Regions from separate parts of the Anas platyrhynchos genome. Here regions 1 and 3 are each linked to region 2. The links are chromatin contacts, called in public Hi-C maps. All regions are on one chromosome and are shown on one strand. The core of a region is the stretch at or near the end of the contact, and the rest is flanking DNA. Distances in the headings are between cores, read along the strand shown. Region 1 overlaps CECR2 (CECR2 histone acetyl-lysine reader). Region 2 holds the start of HDHD5 (haloacid dehalogenase like hydrolase domain containing 5). Region 3 holds the start of ATP6V1E1 (ATPase H+ transporting V1 subunit E1).

Region 1 (3,378 bases), core at 417-2,916, 130 kb before region 2:
GACATGGAAAAGGATCCACGGGGCTGCATCCTCTGCTGAGGTCCAGCAGCAGCAAGAACTGGGGAGAAGCCTCTGGGTGGCTTCTGGTCAGTGCCACGGGGAGTTACCTTGGTTGCTCTCCGGCTCCATGGTCTGATCCTGCGAGCTCCCGTTGCCCATGACCGGCTTTGGGGGTGGCACACCAGCAGAGGCGGCGTGAGCCAGCTGGGGAAAGGGTCCAGGGAGGTGCGGCGGGGGTGGCTGGCGAGGGTGGTAAGGCACGCCCGGCGGGCACACGCGGGAGGACAGCTGCTGCATGGCGATCATCTCTGGGCTGTCCATCATCGAGTCCCCACCCTGGCACCCTCTCTGAACCTGAGCCGGTCCCCCGAACAGAGCGGCCGGCGGCTGCGGCATCCTCTGGCCAGCAGCTTTCCCGGGTGGTCTGATGTACCCTGAGGGAGGCACCCCGTGAGGTAGGAAGTTTGATTGCTCAGTCCACTGGCTGGGAGGCAGAGGAGGCCGTAAGGCCCGGGGCTCCATCATGTGGCCGATGGCGCGGGGCTGCAGCGAGGGCGCTGGCCCCATGGGTGCCTTCTCCTCCGGCCCCACGGCACCCTGGCTGGCGGCGCTGTGGCTGCCATTCCACAGGGCCGGGTGCCCACGGTTCAGGTACTTGTAGGGCCGGTACATATGTCCAGGGGGCATCTCCGAGCCTTCTGGCGGCCTCACCGGAGGCCCGTTGTGCCTTGGAGGGAGGAAGCCCTGCTGGAACTGGGCTGGCGGGTAGACGGCGTCCGGAGGGGGGCCACTGACACGCCCCAGCTGCAGGGTGCCAGGACGGGGTCCGAGGCCGGTGACGTGGGTCGGCCCCGCACACACCTGCTTCTCAGGGGCAGCCAGCCTGTGCCCACGGTGCTCGCTCAGTCCCACGGCCGGCTGGGGAGGCAGAAAGAGGGGTGTCAGTGAGAGGGAGGTGGGAAAAGACTGATGCTGGCATGCCAGCAGGTTGATCTGAGAGGCAATGCCACCGCAGGGGCCATCAGGGAGTCCCCCACACACCAGAGGGGACCTGCAGGGTGCCGTGATTTATTGTTATGAAACAATTTACCTGCATGGCAAAGTGCTGGTGCTGCTGAACCGGGTCTCCAGGATGGGGCTCTGGCACTCGCGGTGAGCCATACAGTTTTGTTGGATCTGATCCGCGCAGGGGACCGAACGTTCCTGGCACAGCTGGTCTCTGGGGGATGGGGAAGGGTGCAGGAAGGAGAAATAAACACATTTGTGAGATGCAAAAAAGCAGCAGAGCTGCTTCAAGCAGGGGGTAAGCCAAGACCAAAAGAACCACACAGAACAGACAGGCTTTTTGGAGATGCCATGAAAAACCTGTAGGCTTTTCTATGAAATGACACAGCTCTCCTGCCAAAGAGTATCATATATCCCTGAGCTCAGGTTGTGATACACTCACCTACCACCCAGCTATTCGGAAGCAAGTAAGACAACTGGAGGGGACGGTGGTTTATTCCTGTCCTTGGAGCAAACCACAAGAGCACGTGAGCAGAACAAAGGGGACCATGCTGGATTGCTTTCAAAATACTTGCTGGCTCCAGCTCTCCTACTGGCTTCTGCTATCTGCGTCACAAGAATCACTCTAAAACGTTTTATTTCCAGCTAAAAAAGTGAGGAATAGCCTGGATCTCAGAAAAGCAGCTGTCACACTACACCACAAGACACCATGGGTTAAAAAGGAAAAGACAGTAAAGGATGGGTGAGGAACAGCCCATAGAAGAGGCAGAACAAGTGGCCCTCGGAGAGGAAACATCAGGCTAAAGGGAGGTCACTGCTGCAGCCCAGGGTGGCCTTGTGTGTGGTTTTGTTTACTGCTTTTATAAATATCAAGGCACAGAATGCAGTAGTATGCAGATGGCACAAAGTTACCAGGCATCTGTAAACAATTGAGACAAAAGAAGGCTGGCTCGTTCAGCATCATAAACTGGAGGTTGAAAGAGGAAACGTGACTGCTTTACGTGCACAATGGGGCACCTCTCCAGGGAGAGAGAGAAAACTGGGGAGCCAGGGCTGCCCAAGCACACATGGGTACTTGCCTGCAAAAAATGTTGTTAGACCTTTCCTAATTAGTGTGGTAGCGATCTAGTTCAGCCTCCAGTTACAGAAGTAGCTACTCTTCTAGCCCCAGCTACTCTTAACAGAGCGTGTTATTTCCAGTCCTATCTCCTCAGCCAACTACACAAAGACCGGGTAAGGCCGAACTGTATCGGTTTAAATTTAAGGGCTGAAAAGTTTCAGTTTGAGAAACCACAGCTCCGACCCTCAATCTCTGGGAGGAGATCCTTGCCACAAAGTAGGGATTCCACAGGGGAGAGTTCAATTCCCTTTTCCCTCCCCGCCTCCCTCCGCAGGCAGGATCGATGAAGAACAGCAGAAACTACTCCTTACCATCTGGCCGGGATGTGGCACGGGGCTGGGCATGCCGCCGTACTGCAGCGAGCGGGGGAAACCTCGCCCATTGGAAGGGCCCACTTCTCGAGGAGGCTGCATGGGGTTGCCACTTGGATCCTCTGCAGAGGACGAGGAGAAGGAGGAGGAGGAGGAAGAGGAGGAGGAGGCGGGAGCCCTCGAAGCAGCTCGATATGGTGGAGGTTTCCCTCCATTTTCCAGGCGCTGCTGCCTCTTGCCTGGTCCCTCTGGGTCTCGTGACCGAGTCCAAACATTGCCAGCGCTGGAGCGGCCAGCCCGCCGGCTCCTCTTCTCCCGCCTCCCGTCTTCTCTGATCCAAAACTCCTCATCTGTGTCTCCATCTTCCCCAGGGAAGTGCTTCATCATTGCTCGGTGGAAACACCTCTCCAAGTTGTAAGCCATCTTGGTATATTCTGCCAAAAGAAACCCAGCAACATCAAGGACAGAGCCTTACAGAGAGAAACAGTTAAGCAACATCAGACTTTCCTCATTTCCCCAGAAAAATCATCTCTCTCTGCATTTTTTTTTTTTTTTGAGGAAGACTTTTGTTTCTACCTAGTTGACCGGTCTATATTCTTAAACTCAATAAGCAATGCAGCATCAGATTTGTTCAGTAACCCCACCAGAGGACAGGCACACAGGCATGACAAAGTACCATTAGCAGCATGGCTTGCACAGTCAGCATTAACCTAACATCCCAGAATAGTACCAAGAATTACATTACGGCAAACACCACCTCTGCTTGCAGAGATGTGTGACCTGCACTGCTAGCCAGCAGTGCTGAGAAGAGAAACGTTAAATTCCAGCAATGCTACTTGATTCTGCTCAAGAGGCTTTTGCTGGACTGGTTCAAATCTCTGCTGTATGCTACAAGACAAAGGAAAAAAATCAGCAAAGATCATTTATCCATGTACAGTTTTT
Region 2 (3,436 bases), core at 536-3,035:
AAACTGGGGGGAGGGTTGGCTCAGGCCACCAGAGCCTCTGCAGTAAGAAAAGAGACTGAAGGTAGGGCTGCTTTCGAGGGGGATGTTAGAAGGTCAAGAAGGGGGTGGGTGGGAGAGGGGGGGTGATGACAGGGCTAAGAGTCCAGGGAAAACAGAGCTGCAAAGTTTACACAGGAACCCACAGGAGAAGGCTGCGGGCAACTGGCTGTTTTGCTTGTCTTTAAAGCCAGCTCTGAAAGGGGGTGGGGGAAACTCCGAGGTCGGGGTAGAGAGAGGAAGAAAATCCCCCGCAGACTGGTGTGAGAAGGGCAGACAGCCAGTCCCTGGGGCACTGGGGCTGTTAGGGGACACAGATCTTTCCAGATGCGCCCGTAGAAGAAATCAAAGGGCCCACATGTAACATGCAAAACCTAGTAGCGTTGCCGATGAAATTTTCCTTTCTTGAAGGAAAATTACATGGCTGGGTGTTCAGTGCAGGGACAAGCGGGGTAAAGGCTGCCTGCTGGTGCTGGCAGTGCTGGGCTCGGCAGCCCAGGCAGGCGCTGCGGGGTGCGGTGCTTGGCCGCCCTCAGCCCCTGCCACGCGTGCCAGGCTCAGCCTGTGCCCGACCGCTGGCAAACTCCCTCCGCGGCAGTTTAAAAATAAACACTTGGGCCTGTTGGGCGGCCTTCCTTGTAAAAATAAATACGGCATCTCTGCCAGCCCCCCGGGAGCTGGGGCACACACAAGCGCTCTCTGGGGGCACCTCTTCACCCGCCTGGCCTCCGCCACACGAGTCACCCCACGCGGGGAGCTCGGAGGCTGGGTGGGTGCCAAATCCCCCCGCTGACCCCAGCCCCAGCCGCATTTTCTGCTGGTTCACAGGAAGAAAACAGAGCCTGCAAACCAAACAGCAGCAGGGGCAGCAGCTCACCCCCAGCCAGGGAGTGGGAAACCAACTCTCCCATGCACCGGATCTCCAAAAGCTCACTGCTTTTCCCCGCTATCCTCCCTAAACCCATTTTTTTTTTCCCTTTAGGGCGGAACAAGCCCTCCCTCCAGCAGGGCCCCCTGCTCCCCCCGTGCCGAGAGCCCTGTGCCAGCCGCGGGCCCGTGGAGCAGCGGGGACCCCTGCCGGCGGTGGGGGCGTCCCCACGGAGCTGTGCTCAGCAAGAGGCTTTAACCCCGTGCTGCAGGGGGGCTGAGCTTTCCGTCATGCTTCCATGGCCGGCATAAGCTTTGCCAGGGCGAGGAGGAGCTGCAGGCGCTTGTAGGGAAGCGTAGGGGTGCTGGGCAGGTTGTGGAAACGCTGTGAAATACGCGATAGGTAATTCAGTCAAGGGAAAGGCGCTTGAGGAGGTGTCACCAGCTGTAAAAATGCGTAACCCTGCGGGGCCAGTGCTTTAACAGCGCTGCAGAAAGGGTGTGAAGGTGGGTCCAAAGCTAATTAACAGCCACGTTCGTGGTGAGGGAAACAAATAATTCTGGACTTTGTGTAATTGATGCTTGAAGTTGTAGGAGTCGGGAGACCTTAAGCCTATCCAGAAAGCAAGCAAACATTGCTGGAAAAAAGAGGGAGCCGCTGGGACACACCAGCAGAGCCAGGAACAGGCTCGGGGCTTCGGAAGATTGTACAATCTGCAGGCAGGAGCCCAGTAGACGTGGGTTTCTGTGGAAAAAACCGAGCGGCGGCAGGGCAGCGGCTCTGCCAGGCGTGCCAAGACACCGCCCTCAGCGCCGCCCCCCAGCCCCGCGCCCGCCGGGAGCTGTAGTCCGGGAACTACGAGCCCCGGCGTGCCCTGCCCCGAGCCGAGCCGGGCCGAGCCGTGCGGGGCCAGGCAGCAGGAGGCAGGGGCCGGCATGGCGCTGCGGGGCTGCCTGCGGGCCGGGCGCGGGGCGCTGCGCGCTGCGGGGCCGCCCGGCCGGGGGTGCAGCGCCGGGGGCCGGGTGAGGAGCGGCGGCGGCGGCGGCGGCGGGGCCCGCGCTGGGCTCGGGGGGCGGCCGCTGGGGCTGGGGAAATGGCGGCCGGGCGCTGACCGCGGGCTCCTCCGCTCGCCTTGCAGCCGCCGCCGGCCTTCGGCTTCCTCTTCGACATCGACGGCGTGCTGGTGCGGGGCAGCCAGGTGCTGCCCGCCGCGCGGGAGGCTTTCCGCAGGCTGGCGGGCGCCGGCGGGCGGCTGCGGGTGCCCGTCGTCTTCCTCACCAACGCCGGCAACTGCCTGCGGGCCGCCAAGGCCCGGGAGCTGGCCCAGGCGCTGGGGCTGCAGGTGAGGGGAGCCCCGGGGAGCCCCAGCACGGCCCTGCCGGCCCCCCCCCCCCCGGCAGCCTGGGCTCGCCTCTGCTGTCCCCGCAGGTGTCTCCGGAGCAGGTGATCCTGTCCCACAGCCCGCTGCGGCTCTTCAGCCAGTTCCACCGCAGGTGCATGCTGGTGGCCGGGCAGGGGCCCGTGGAGGAGAACGCCCACAAGTATCCTTTGCTGTGCGCAGACTGCTTCTTGCTGCCATTCCTGCTCTGCCCCTGCACGTAACACCTGCCCGGTCAGCTTGTAGGGGCACAAGGGGACAGAAAGACCTCTGCTGTGTTACGGGGAGAGGCTCAGCTGTAGGCACTTACTGCCGATCTCCATCTCAGCCCTTCTTGGCTTTCCTTGGTCAGCATTTCGCCTCTCATGCTGATTACCCCTCCTCCGAGCTGTGTTCTCGCTAGCAAGATGTCATCAGGGGGACTCACTTTTGAGATAAAGTTATGCTCCTGCCACTTTTTTCATGGCAAAATGCCTTGTAGGTCACTCCCAGCACTTCCACAACTGAGGTTTTCCCCAGCAATCTAATAGCAATTGAAGCGTCTCAAACATCATTAGAGCCAGAGCATCGTGGTACAGCAGAGACATGGTTTAAAAGACAATCCCACATGCATACGGTCCTCCCAAGGTAAGGGTCTGACATAGCTCGTATCTGCAAGGAGGTAAGAACTGCCTGCAACATCTACAGCATCTTGGACCGTGTGTCTGCTCACCATTTCAGCCCATCAGCTTCATCACCGAAGTGCTTTGGGCAGCTTCCCCTCGTTTGCACAGCCCCGTTCCTTTGAAGGCATGTCGCCTTTAATGCCAGGGTTAGCTCTGGAAGGAGAACTTCATCCTAACCTGCTTCTGCTCAGCTTCTCTGAAGGGGTGGATTTGGATCATGGTTCTCTCTCTAACTGAGGGCTTTAAAGGCTTCTTTGAGTTAGCTTAATGTGTCCCACAGAGAACAAAATGAACTGGAACAGGGAACACACAGAACAGACCCTCACCTTCTGCATGCATGTGTCCAGTCACTCCTTGTGCTTAATCTTTGCATTTGGTACAAAACTGTGGCTTTGCCGTGTTTCCCCAAGACAAGCAGAATGAGCTAATGGCAAGGTTTTCCGCAAGTGAATGCAACTTAGCCTTGCCTTGTGTCTTTTTACCAGCACA
Region 3 (3,347 bases), core at 44-2,543, 160 kb before region 2:
TAGTGGCTAATGCTTCCCTGGGAAAAGAATGGAGAAAAAAGCTTCAGATGTGTATAAAAATAAATAAATAGAAGTAATCACAATATATTTGGAGAGGTACTTTTATGCTGAAGTGACAAGAGAGACTTAACTCGAATGGAAGAACTGTCTGAAGCTTCTCCTAAAAGCATCAGCCTGGAAATACACCTCAGGACCGCTGATCCTCCTCTGAGAGGAGCCCACAACGAAGTAACCAAATTACTCACTTTAAATTGTGCATGATTGTTTTTGTTTTCATACAGAAGTAGGCAAATATTGACTCAGATACTGTAAATATTGCAGAAAAGACCATTTTTCAGGAACGAGTGGGTTTAGAAAGGGACACGCACAGCTTGAAACACCAGCCCAGAGGAAGGAGAGCTTCCCAGTAGTGGGGTAAGATGGAAAGAGAGCCCAGGAACTGCTCAAGAGGGTGAGACAAAGCTGGGCGGGGAGGTGTGGGGAGCAGGGGAGGCAAGGCACTGTGAGGAGCCTCCAAAATGTGGGCAAGGAGGCGACTGCTGGTCTGGCAGATTCATCTACTGCCTCTTAAAAAAAAAATAAATCAGAATTATTACTAATTACTTCATACAAAAATTAGAAATTCCTTAATTCCTGCACCCCTGAGGGGAGAAGCCCTCCACTCGCTGTACGCGCTGGGCGCTGCAGCCTCACAGGATTTTTGGCTTCCCCGGGTGCCCAACGCGCCGAAAAGTTCCCAGCCCAGCAGCACAGGCACGGATCGCCCCTGCCTGGGAGGGACGAGCCCAGCAGTGCCCCCGATCCCCATTTTATTCCCCATTTCCCCCCCCCGACCCCCTGTAATGGCCGCCCCTCCCCTCCCCAAAATCGCTGCGGGAGGGGGCGGCAACCACAGCAACAAACGCCCGCCGGGAAAGCCACCCGCCCGCCCCACCCCGGCCCCTGCTCACCTGCGGCGGCGGCGGAGGGGGCGGGGCCGGGCCGGGCCGGAGCCGCCTGAGGAGGGGGCGGGGGGCGAGGAGGAGGAGGAGGAGGGGAGGGGAGGGGGCGAGCGCCCGCGCCGGGCGGAGAGGGCTCGGCCCTAATTTGCCGCCGCCGCCGCCATGATGGAGGGGCGGGGCCGCGCGTCACGGCGCGCGCGTCCGCTGCGGGCTTGGGGGGGGGGCGGCTGCGCGCCCGCGTCACGCGCCGAGGGGAGGGAGGGGAGGGAGGGAGGGGAGGGGAGGGGAGGGAGGGAGGGGAGGGGGGGGGTGACGCAGCGCCATGAGGGGCCCGCCCCCTCCCTCCCCCTCCCTCCCCCTCCCTCCCCGTGACGTCAGCGGGCGAGGCGGCGGTGGCAGCCGGGAGCCGAACCGGATCCACTTCGCTTCGCTTCGCTTCGCAGCGGCTCCGCGCCCCGCACCCTGCACCCCGCGTCCCGCAGCAGCCATGGCGCTCAGCGATGCCGACGTCCAGAAGCAGGTGGGGAGCGGGGGGGGTGGGGAGCGGGAAGGGGCTCGGCTGCGAGATGGGGGTGGGGGAGAGGGTTTACACGGGGGGAGAGGGGGCGGCGGACGGAATGGGTTTGGGTTTTTGTGGGGCGGGCACCCAGGGGTAAGGTCGCAGGTGCCCCCCCGCCCCTGCCGCCCCCTCAGGTGCCGCCTTTATCGAGGCGCCGCCGCCCCCCCCGCCCGCCTGCCCCGCCGCCAGGCGCCGTCCCTCAGCCCCCTGCCCCGGGCACGGCGGCCCCCGCGCTGGGAGCGTCCCCGGGGAGGGCACGGCGCCCTCAGTGACACCACGCACCCCGCACAGCCGGCACCGAGCCGCCGGCCGCTGCTGCAGACCGCACGGATCCGGCCCGATCTGGGCTCCGGCAAGGCATGGGCAGAGCCAACGAGCGCCCCGTGCGCTTCGTTTGCAAAGCTGGCTGCTTGGCTTTCTCTGTTCCCTCTCCCTGAAGGTTGTAAAAATAAAGGTGACCTGCTCGGGGCTTGCCCAGCTGCCGTGGGTGTGAGCCGCAAAGGTGAGCTCAGGGTCTGTGGATACACCAAACACACGGTGCCGATGGAGTTTCGCACCTGCAGTTTGCCTGTAGGGTTGCACTGTTGAACCTGCAGTGATCCTGTTGACTGGAAAGGGGCACGCTGCTGATGGCACCACAGTTCTACATGTGCATAAACCCTGGTGTGAACCTACCAGCTGATCCTCTGAAATCTTAGCTACTGACCATGGTGCTTTCAATGATTTTCACATTAAAAATCATCTCCATTCATCAATCTCGGATTTGCAGAATCACAGGGTTGCCTAGGTTGGAAGAGACCTCAAGATCATCGAGTCCAACCTCTGACCTAACACTAACAAGTCCTCCACTAAACCATATCCCTAAGCTCTACATCTAAATGTCTTTTAAAGACCTTGCTTTACTTGCTTTCTTTCATCAACAGTGTTTAATCAATTGTTACATCTAATACCTTTAGGTCTGGAAGCCTCACTTAATATCTCTTTTCATTCCTATGAAGAACAAAAAGAGATTTCAGTACAACAAACTACAAAAGCAATAACAATGTTTGGTCTAAACAGACATGGCAAAGCGGATGACATATCGCCTTGCTTCTGTCTTACTCTGCTTTGTTATACAGAGGACATTTCTTGAACATCTGAAACTTTTTAAAGAACTCTTCCAACATTTGGAAAATAAACTGGAGGAAGTCGCTCAGTAATATAAGGGTTACTGTTGCTGTAGAAAGGTCCTTAGTTTCCTTCAACACCAGGGTATTTGGTGAAATTATTTACATGTTTTATCTGCCTCTTGTCCTTTCTGAAAAGCAGATCTAAAGCTTGATTTGATCAGCTGTCAGATCAGACAAGTGGATAAGATAAGAAACTGACCTTGGAGGTAGACTCGTGCTTAGAAGTGTTGCAAACTGGAGTTAAAATAAAAATGGTTGACCTGATTTTGAGGATGTAGATACTGTCATTCACTTCTTCCGCTGTATGTGCCTAAAATCTTCCGCTTGTCTGTTCACTTCTGGTTTTTAGTTTATGCGGGCATGGTGCTGGCAGCGCATTGGCTCAGTTCTCAAATTGGCACCTTTCTTATCTCTTTAAAATGTCTCATTTCAACATGAGATATGAGATATGAATAGAATCCTTCATGCAATTTTATTCAGACCAGATTTAAATGTGTCTTGTCGTTAAGTGCGAGCAAAAAGGAGGGTTTCATGGTCCACTTGAGCATGCAGTCCACTCCATCTGCGCTAGGAAATGGCTGTACAGTTAAGTTTCCATTTAGTTGGGCATTGATCTAGGTTTGAACCTAAACTTAAGCCTGGTCACAGAATGGCATAAGATAAATAAGCAGAACTTGG

What was found. Hi-C and Micro-C count contacts between places; a contact is called where the count stands out from the background.
Region 1: a contact with region 2 is called in a Hi-C map of skeletal muscle, with 2.2 times the contacts expected there. The contact joins the enhancer-like site here to the promoter of HDHD5 in region 2. A contact is called at or near these places in 3 of 8 Hi-C or Micro-C datasets (liver and skeletal muscle).
Region 3: a contact with region 2 is called in a Hi-C map of skeletal muscle, with 2.6 times the contacts expected there. The contact joins the promoter of ATP6V1E1 here to the promoter of HDHD5 in region 2. A contact is called at or near these places in 4 of 8 Hi-C or Micro-C datasets (liver, skeletal muscle and subcutaneous adipose tissue).

The regions. Positions count from the first base shown.
Region 1 is chr1:65,248,694-65,252,071 of IASCAAS_PekinDuck_T2T, reverse strand. It overlaps CECR2 (CECR2 histone acetyl-lysine reader), which reads right to left. Exons shown (of 19, transcript XM_038185182.2): 14 at 2,437-2,870; 15 at 1,091-1,219; 16 at 108-918. Among named protein-coding and RNA genes, the nearest start is that of ATP6V1E1, 34 kb to the left of the region's middle. Within about 2 kb of position 1,666, at least 3 of the 8 cell types and tissues checked have an H3K27ac peak or open chromatin away from gene starts, as enhancers often do.
Region 2 is chr1:65,119,974-65,123,409 of IASCAAS_PekinDuck_T2T, reverse strand. It overlaps HDHD5 (haloacid dehalogenase like hydrolase domain containing 5), which reads left to right and starts at 1,785. Exons shown (of 8, transcript XM_038180802.2): 1 at 1,785-1,926; 2 at 2,043-2,246; 3 at 2,333-2,445. The coding sequence starts at 1,840.
Region 3 is chr1:65,282,752-65,286,098 of IASCAAS_PekinDuck_T2T, reverse strand. ATP6V1E1 (ATPase H+ transporting V1 subunit E1) reads left to right here and starts at 1,293. Exons shown (of 9, transcript XM_027466080.3): 1 at 1,293-1,461. The coding sequence starts at 1,429. It overlaps BCL2L13 (BCL2 like 13), which reads right to left and starts at 1,116. Exons shown (of 7, transcript XM_038186595.2): 1 at 951-1,116.